Regions from separate parts of the Capra hircus genome. Here region 2 is linked to region 1. Evidence: chromatin contacts called from public Hi-C data. All regions are on one chromosome and are shown on one strand. Each heading gives the region's core, a stretch centred on a gene start, on an enhancer-like site or on the middle of the called end of the contact. The rest is flanking DNA. Distances are from core to core; before and after follow the strand shown. Region 1 overlaps ARHGAP26 (rho GTPase-activating protein 26). Region 2 holds the start of ARHGAP26 (rho GTPase-activating protein 26).

Region 1 (3,235 bases), core at 425-2,924:
GCAGGGGTCTGAGCCTCAGACCCAAGAATAGCGGGACAGCCCACCTGGCTCCATTGCTTGGGGTGAACACTGGGTTTGGCGAGCTCACTACTGGGGATTGGATTTGTATATAGTTTTCCCCACCCCTGCCACACACATATTATTTAGCACGTACTGAGCAGGGTACAGTGCCAAGTACATGGAGAGGAAACAAACAGACCAAGCCAGTAGATGGAAAAAGCATTACCCCTAACCTCAAGGGACAAATTTAGGAACTAAAAAAGAAGTGCTGAGGGTCATGGATGCTTTTATTCCAGAAGGCTCTGTTGATCTGTGAAGCTAGAACCCTCCCTCACCCCTGACTCCCCCTAGTACCTTATGAAAGCCAGACCTCGCTGCCAGTTATGCCTCATATTTCCCTCCTCTGGGAATTTGAACATAATGCCATTTCCCCTTCAACGAGGGAAACATGTCCGAGGGTAATTTGAATGATTAGCCTAATCTGCAGCAAGGCTGCACATGGAATTAAGTTAAGCACATTTGTGCCTAGCAGCCTTGTCCGTCAGGCCACTTAAAGGTTCCTCGGTGGTTTATACCCTTAACAGAAGCTGAGGGTTCCGGAAGGGTCATTGGTTTTTATTACTGCCTTAAATGAAAGCTTGTTTTTAAAATTTGACAAGGGCCTCTGAGAGCTTTCTTTATTACTACCATGTGTGGGGTGCGTTTTTTACCCCAGCTCAGAACATTGCCAGGGCTTTGTTCTTGTGACAGTGGTGGAACGAGGTCACCCAGGAAACTATCTGGTTCAGGCAGAGCTTTGTCAGGCTGGCGGCTGCTCTCCTCTGAGGGGAGCCCAGAGGGTTCTGAGAACTCAGGCCTTGTGTGTCCTTGAGTCAGAAGAGGGGGTTCGGGTGCTCCCGTGCAGTTCCAAGCTCTTTCTGCCAGCTCCCACCTAAGGCCTGTTTGTCTTGTGTGTTAGATTGAGGTGCGTATTGTTGAGTCTGACATGAGGGCAGCTTCACTGACCATGCAGAGGGTCAATGACAGAGCAGGGCTGAGCAGATCCTAATGTGGGCTCTGACCCTGACATTCTTAGGCAAGTGGATTCCCACCCGTATCAAGTGGAGATGGCAGGACCTGCGGTGTAGCTTGAGGAATTAAGAGAGAGAGTGCCAGACTTGTCAAAGCAAATGTAGCAAAAGTACTGACTTGTGAAGCAAATCAGCTATTTCATGTTATAAACAGTTATTTACTGTTTTGAATCGACATTATTTTGTGCTCTGAGATGGGCTCAGGAACAGATCTCGCTGCTTTTTGTAGTACAAGGACTAAAAAGTGCAGTAAATATGAAAGCAGATTTATTTCAATAATTCACATTTTTTACTCTCTTTTTTGTTGTTGTTGCTAGATTTGTCTTCAGCGAAGCGGAAGTTTGCAGACTCCTTAAATGAATTTAAATTTCAGTGCATAGGAGACGCAGAAACAGACGATGAAATGTGTATAGGTAAGTCGCAGCCACGTGTAAGGAGGTGAAAAGTGCGCTGTCCACCACACTTTCATCGTCCTCACCGGGCCTCTCCCCGGAACAGCGAGCATGTAAGTGTCACACATTAAGAAGTCGGTATTGAGAGCAGAGCCAGCAGGGTGGAGTGAGCATCGGGGGCCCTCGGGCTCTCCTGGGCTTCTCCTCGGAGTCCTGGGGCCGCCTCTCCGCCTCTGGCCTTAGGAGAGCACGGGAAGGTAGGCGGTGGGGCTCCTGTCTCCACCCTCCACTAGCATGCTGCTTCTGGCTGGCTTCATGATGTTCTTCCCCTAATTCCAAGCGTGGTGCCTTAGGATTAGAACAAAAGCAGAACATGGGGAGATGGGAGAAGAGCTAGATCAGAGGTCCTAATGCAGACATGTTTTCTTGGACACTCATTTTTTAAAACTGAATTACCATATAAATTGAGTTTGTGTCAAGTTCCAGTTTTTCAGCTTCTCTAAAAATTGGGGAGCCTGAGAAGCCGACCTCTTGTTCTGCCCTGGCAGCAGTTGGCTGGGGCTATGTAGTTGTCCTCGCTTTTGGATGTGGAGAGAAGCTGGGTGTCTGCATCATTCACTGGCCCCCACCCCCCACACACACCTGCCCCTTGCATTTTCTTTAGCAAATAGACTGAGAGCGGAGGTTCCCACTTATTCCCTCACTGCATTGTGTCTCTCTTCACCGTCTCCTGTCCATCTTCTGTGGGCAGCACTGAGCACAGAGGATTTGCAATGTCAAGACACCTGTCTTTGCCAGATCCTAGTCTCTACACCTTATTCTTCCATTGGGTGTATTGGTTGACTCCATTAAGTGAGCAGGAGTTGAGCGAGTTACATTAAATTAATTAAGTCACCAAATGCTTATGGAGTCCCTGTTGGCTTACAGAGCATCAGAATCTGGGGGTGAGCAGAGGGAATTGGGAGACAGCTGAGAGTAGTGAAAACATATCATTGTTGTAATGCCTGAATATGTGAATGCTTTTCCCAACAATACATGAATGTCTCCAATATCCTTAGGGCTATTGTATGCAATGCTTGTTGTGTTTGGAATAATTTCAGTGAAAGAGACTGTCTACGCCTGATTGCTGTGCTGCCAACTGTGTTGCAATAATTAGGGGCTTGAGGATTCAGAGAGGAGGAACCCAAGGCAGAGAGGTGGCTTCCAATGCCAGCGGCGTTGTTTGTTTAACTCTGGTGCAAAGAAAAGGTTGGGTTCTGACGCAGCCCCACAACAAAGGTTGCAGAGGTTGAATTCCTGGGCAGGAAATCCTTGAACTCCTGAGAAGAACTCTATACCATCCAGCCTGGGAGCTAGCCAGCATCCCATCAGTCCTGGGTACTCTCAGGAACAGGCAGGCCTTTTCCTTGAAGGAAACCCTTCCCCAGCTTGAGTTCCCAGTGGATTATCCTGCATTTTGGGGTCATCCTTAATGGTTAGTGATGAAAAGACAAGGGGAGCCTTGGGAAGAGTTGTCTTTAGGCTTTTGCACATGCCAAGGGATTTTAGTCCATAACATAATAGCTGTATCTGGAAGGGTTTCCAAGAGCCTTTCACTCTACTTCCACCTCACACCCCCTTTCTCTTTTCTAGCAAGGTCTTTACAGGAGTTTGCCACTGTCCTCAGGAATCTTGAAGATGAACGGATACGAATGGTGAGTATGGCTGGGTTGCCCTTGGTCATGGACAGTATGATCATTGGGGGAGCACAGGGTTTGTTATCAGAAGAATGGG
Region 2 (3,235 bases), core at 474-2,973, 130 kb before region 1:
TGTTCCCAACTTACTATGCAGCATTGCTATTGCTTGTCGCTTTTCTATCCCACTAACCAGTAGCAGACAGGTTCATTCTGTGTTATTCATCTTTGCATCTCTAGTATCTAGTCTAGTGCCTGCACATAGCAGACCTATGTAAAAACAAAAACAAAGACAACCAAACAAACAAAAAAGAAGCCACACACACACACACAAAACCACCTAACTGGAGGGCTCCTCCTTCCTAGACATACGAATAATTTATTCAAAGACAGTCCCTTTCCTCTAGCACTTCATAGTTCAGCACTGGACACTGTGGGATCCAGACTGACAGGTGCAGTTAGTGAGCTGCCTGGATTGATTACTGTGGTGGAACCCAAGGGCAATAGGGCAACACATTACAGGAAAGTGGAAAGTGGAGAAAGACACGGGAACGGATCCATTAATTTATTCCACAAATCCTTATCAATCGCCGTTGCACATATAGCACAAGGGAAGCGCTCAATATCTGTTACTAGATGCCAGCCACTGTTCTAGGCGTTAGGGATGCCGCGGCGCGCAAGAAAGCGGCGGTGGCTCATTTCGTAGTCTTGAAGCTCACAGTATTTATTGCAAAGGACTACAGGCAGTGGACGTAATTATGTAAAATTGTGTGAGGTGCCCAGCAGGAAAACAGGCGGCTGAAATTCTTGAAAGGATGTTAGATCTTTCGGTTGGGGGCAGCCGTGGGCGGGTTTTGAGCAGGAGTGGCCTTGAGGGGGCCGGACTGTAGGGGGCGGGAAGACTGCAGGCCAGAAGAGCTGGTAATTTTAAGATGTAAGTATGTTTTGCTTGAGTGGAAGAAGGAGCTTGTGTCTAGGGGCGACGTGGTCGCTTGGTACGCTCGGGGTTCTCGTGGGACGTGCGCGAGTGCTAAGTCGCTTCAGTTGTGTCCGACTGGGGAATGCATTTTGAGTGTAAGCACGATTGCCTCTGCCTTAGGGGAACTGCAGCCCTAAATTCCTAGATTTTTCATGTTCAGCACATCTAGGCTCCTCCGCTCCCCAGATATGCAGACGCACCGTCTCCGGCTCGGATCCCGGCCGCTGCGCTGGCCCATGCGGCAGCAATCTTCGTTCCTTCCCGGCTCCGACAGTGCAACCCTGAGCAGACGGGAGGGGGCGGAGCTTGTGCTGCGGACCTAGGCGGTGGCGTGGGCCACGCCCCCGACCTAGACCCCGCCTCTGGACCCCGTTGATTGGGTTATGGTCGCGGAAGGGCCGGGCATCCTCGGAAGGCCCGTGGGTAGGGCTGAGACGGGGTTCTGATTGGCTTGGCTGGGATTAGGTCATTGCTAGCAGGTTCGTCCGGCTCGGACGCCGGCTGGGCGGCCGAGGCTGCTGTGAGAGGGCGCTCGAAGCTGCAGGAGAGCGAACTGGCGAAGGAGGCGGGCAGGCGGCTGCTGCACTCGCTCGACTGCTCGTTCCCTTCCCGTCGCCGCTGCGGGTCCTCAGCTGCTCTTCCTGCTCCGCGCCTTCTCGGTTACACGCCGTTGGAGCAGACGCTCTTCGTTCGCCTCCAGGCTCTGTTCAGGAGTCGTGCGCGCCCGCGGACCCCGCGCTGAGACCGAGCCGGCGCCACACCTGTGGAGCCGGCGGCCGTCGGGGGTGCCGGCCAGGGTCTCTCCGCGTGCGTGCTCCGGGCTGCGGGCCGCCGGAGCCCCGGGGGAGGCGCGCCCCCCGGCTGGGCGCCGCGGACACCATGGGGCTGCCCGCGCTCGAATTCAGTGACTGCTGCCTCGACAGCCCTCACTTCCGAGAGACGCTGAAGTCGCACGAAGCGGAGCTGGACAAGACCAACAAATTCATCAAGGAGCTCATCAAGGACGGGAAGTCACTCATCAGCGCGCTCAAGAGTGAGTGCCCGGGAGCCTGGCGCGGACGGTGCCCCGGGGCGGGAGGGGCCGTCGGGCGGCGCTCAGACCTAGGGGTCCCGCGCCCGGCTGGATTTCTGCCCCCGGGCGCTGAGGGACGGGCGTAGACCTTTGTCGCGAAGCGGAAAGGATACGTAAAATGGGCGAGCTAGCAACAAGACAGTGAAGGCAGAGACCCGGCACCCGGCCGTTTGCGTTCCGGGGGGACTGGGAGGTGACCAAGCGCGAGTAGCGCTCTGGGGCGCCGCGGGTGGGTGTGCGCGTCTCACAGGTGTCTCAGGAGTGGGACTGGAGTGCCTGGAGCACCGTAGCATATTGGGAAACCCCTTCGCGTCCACGGCTCCGGCTTCCTTGGGGGAGAGTTGCTCACCCCTGAGTGCCCAGCCGTGGGAATGGAGCGTGCCCCGCCAAGGGGGCGCTGCCTCCCCTCAGGAAAAGGCGGGTTGTGCCTGCTTCACTCCCTCCTGCTCAGGGCCGCCGGGGTCTCCGAGAGATCTCCTTCCCTTCCCAGAAAAGGGCTGGGTAGGGTGGTTGGTCAGCTCGCGATTCTTTGGAATAGTGGCAGCTTTTAACCCACCAGATCTAGAATCAGGGCCACGTACGTGTGCAGGTTCTGATTCTTGTGTTTAGCAGAAGGTGATAGGGGTGGGAGTACAGAATCAGAGTGTTCCTTTACTCTAAACTGTGGGCGAGGGTTTAAAAATAGAACGAACATATCCTCTCCCTCTCTCGCTCCCTCACTCTCCTTTTTTACCTCTCCCAATATCCTTGAAGACTCAAAGGTTTGGGAAGGAATGTCCTCGATCTTCGCTCAGAAAGAAGTTTAAACTTATCCTTAGAGATTTTCGAACCTTTTGCAAAACCATTTTTGCAAATTTCCCTTTGGCAGGGGAGAAATGAAATTTACATTCTGTGTATGATTTCCCTTGTCATTTGCAGAGCCAGAGAGTGTCTCCTTCTGGCCAAACGAGTGCTCTAGGGATGGATGCCTTGGATTGCTGAGCTCCTTTTTTTGGGTGCCTTTCCTGTCTACCCATTTAAGAATAATTTGGTCCATCTTTTATTTTTAAGAGTCAGAAATAACATAAAGGCAGATAGTGGAATTGTCTTTCACTTGATTTTTCCTTTCTCTTTGCTACATTTCTTAATAGGTGATATCTTTCAACTAGGAAAGCTTGTCTTGGCAGAGTGCAGCCGTGGGCCTGAGAATTGTCACCAAGTCTCTTTAAAGGAGACTTAAAGTCAAGTGCCTGAGATGTCATTTTGTGAGCCTGTTGTTTCTAAAGATGAAGAAGACAGAGGAGCCCCAGGGCAGCAAGTGGTAGTCTTTTGAGGTGAAAT

Evidence for each region. Hi-C and Micro-C count contacts between places; a contact is called where the count stands out from the background.
Region 2: a Hi-C map of liver shows a contact between it and region 1, with 4 times the contacts expected there. The contact joins the promoter of ARHGAP26 here to the enhancer-like site in region 1. A contact is called at or near these places in 3 of 5 Hi-C or Micro-C datasets (blood and liver).

What each region holds. Positions count from the first base shown.
Region 1 is chr7:56,585,805-56,589,039 of ARS1.2, reverse strand. It overlaps ARHGAP26 (rho GTPase-activating protein 26), which reads left to right. Exons shown (of 22, transcript XM_018050208.1): 2 at 1,388-1,483; 3 at 3,095-3,156. Among named protein-coding and RNA genes, the nearest start is that of ARHGAP26, 130 kb to the left of the region's middle. Within about 2 kb of position 1,674, at least 1 of the 5 cell types and tissues checked has an H3K27ac peak or open chromatin away from gene starts, as enhancers often do.
Region 2 is chr7:56,712,073-56,715,307 of ARS1.2, reverse strand. It overlaps ARHGAP26 (rho GTPase-activating protein 26), which reads left to right and starts at 1,723. Exons shown (of 22, transcript XM_018050208.1): 1 at 1,723-1,876. The coding sequence starts at 1,723.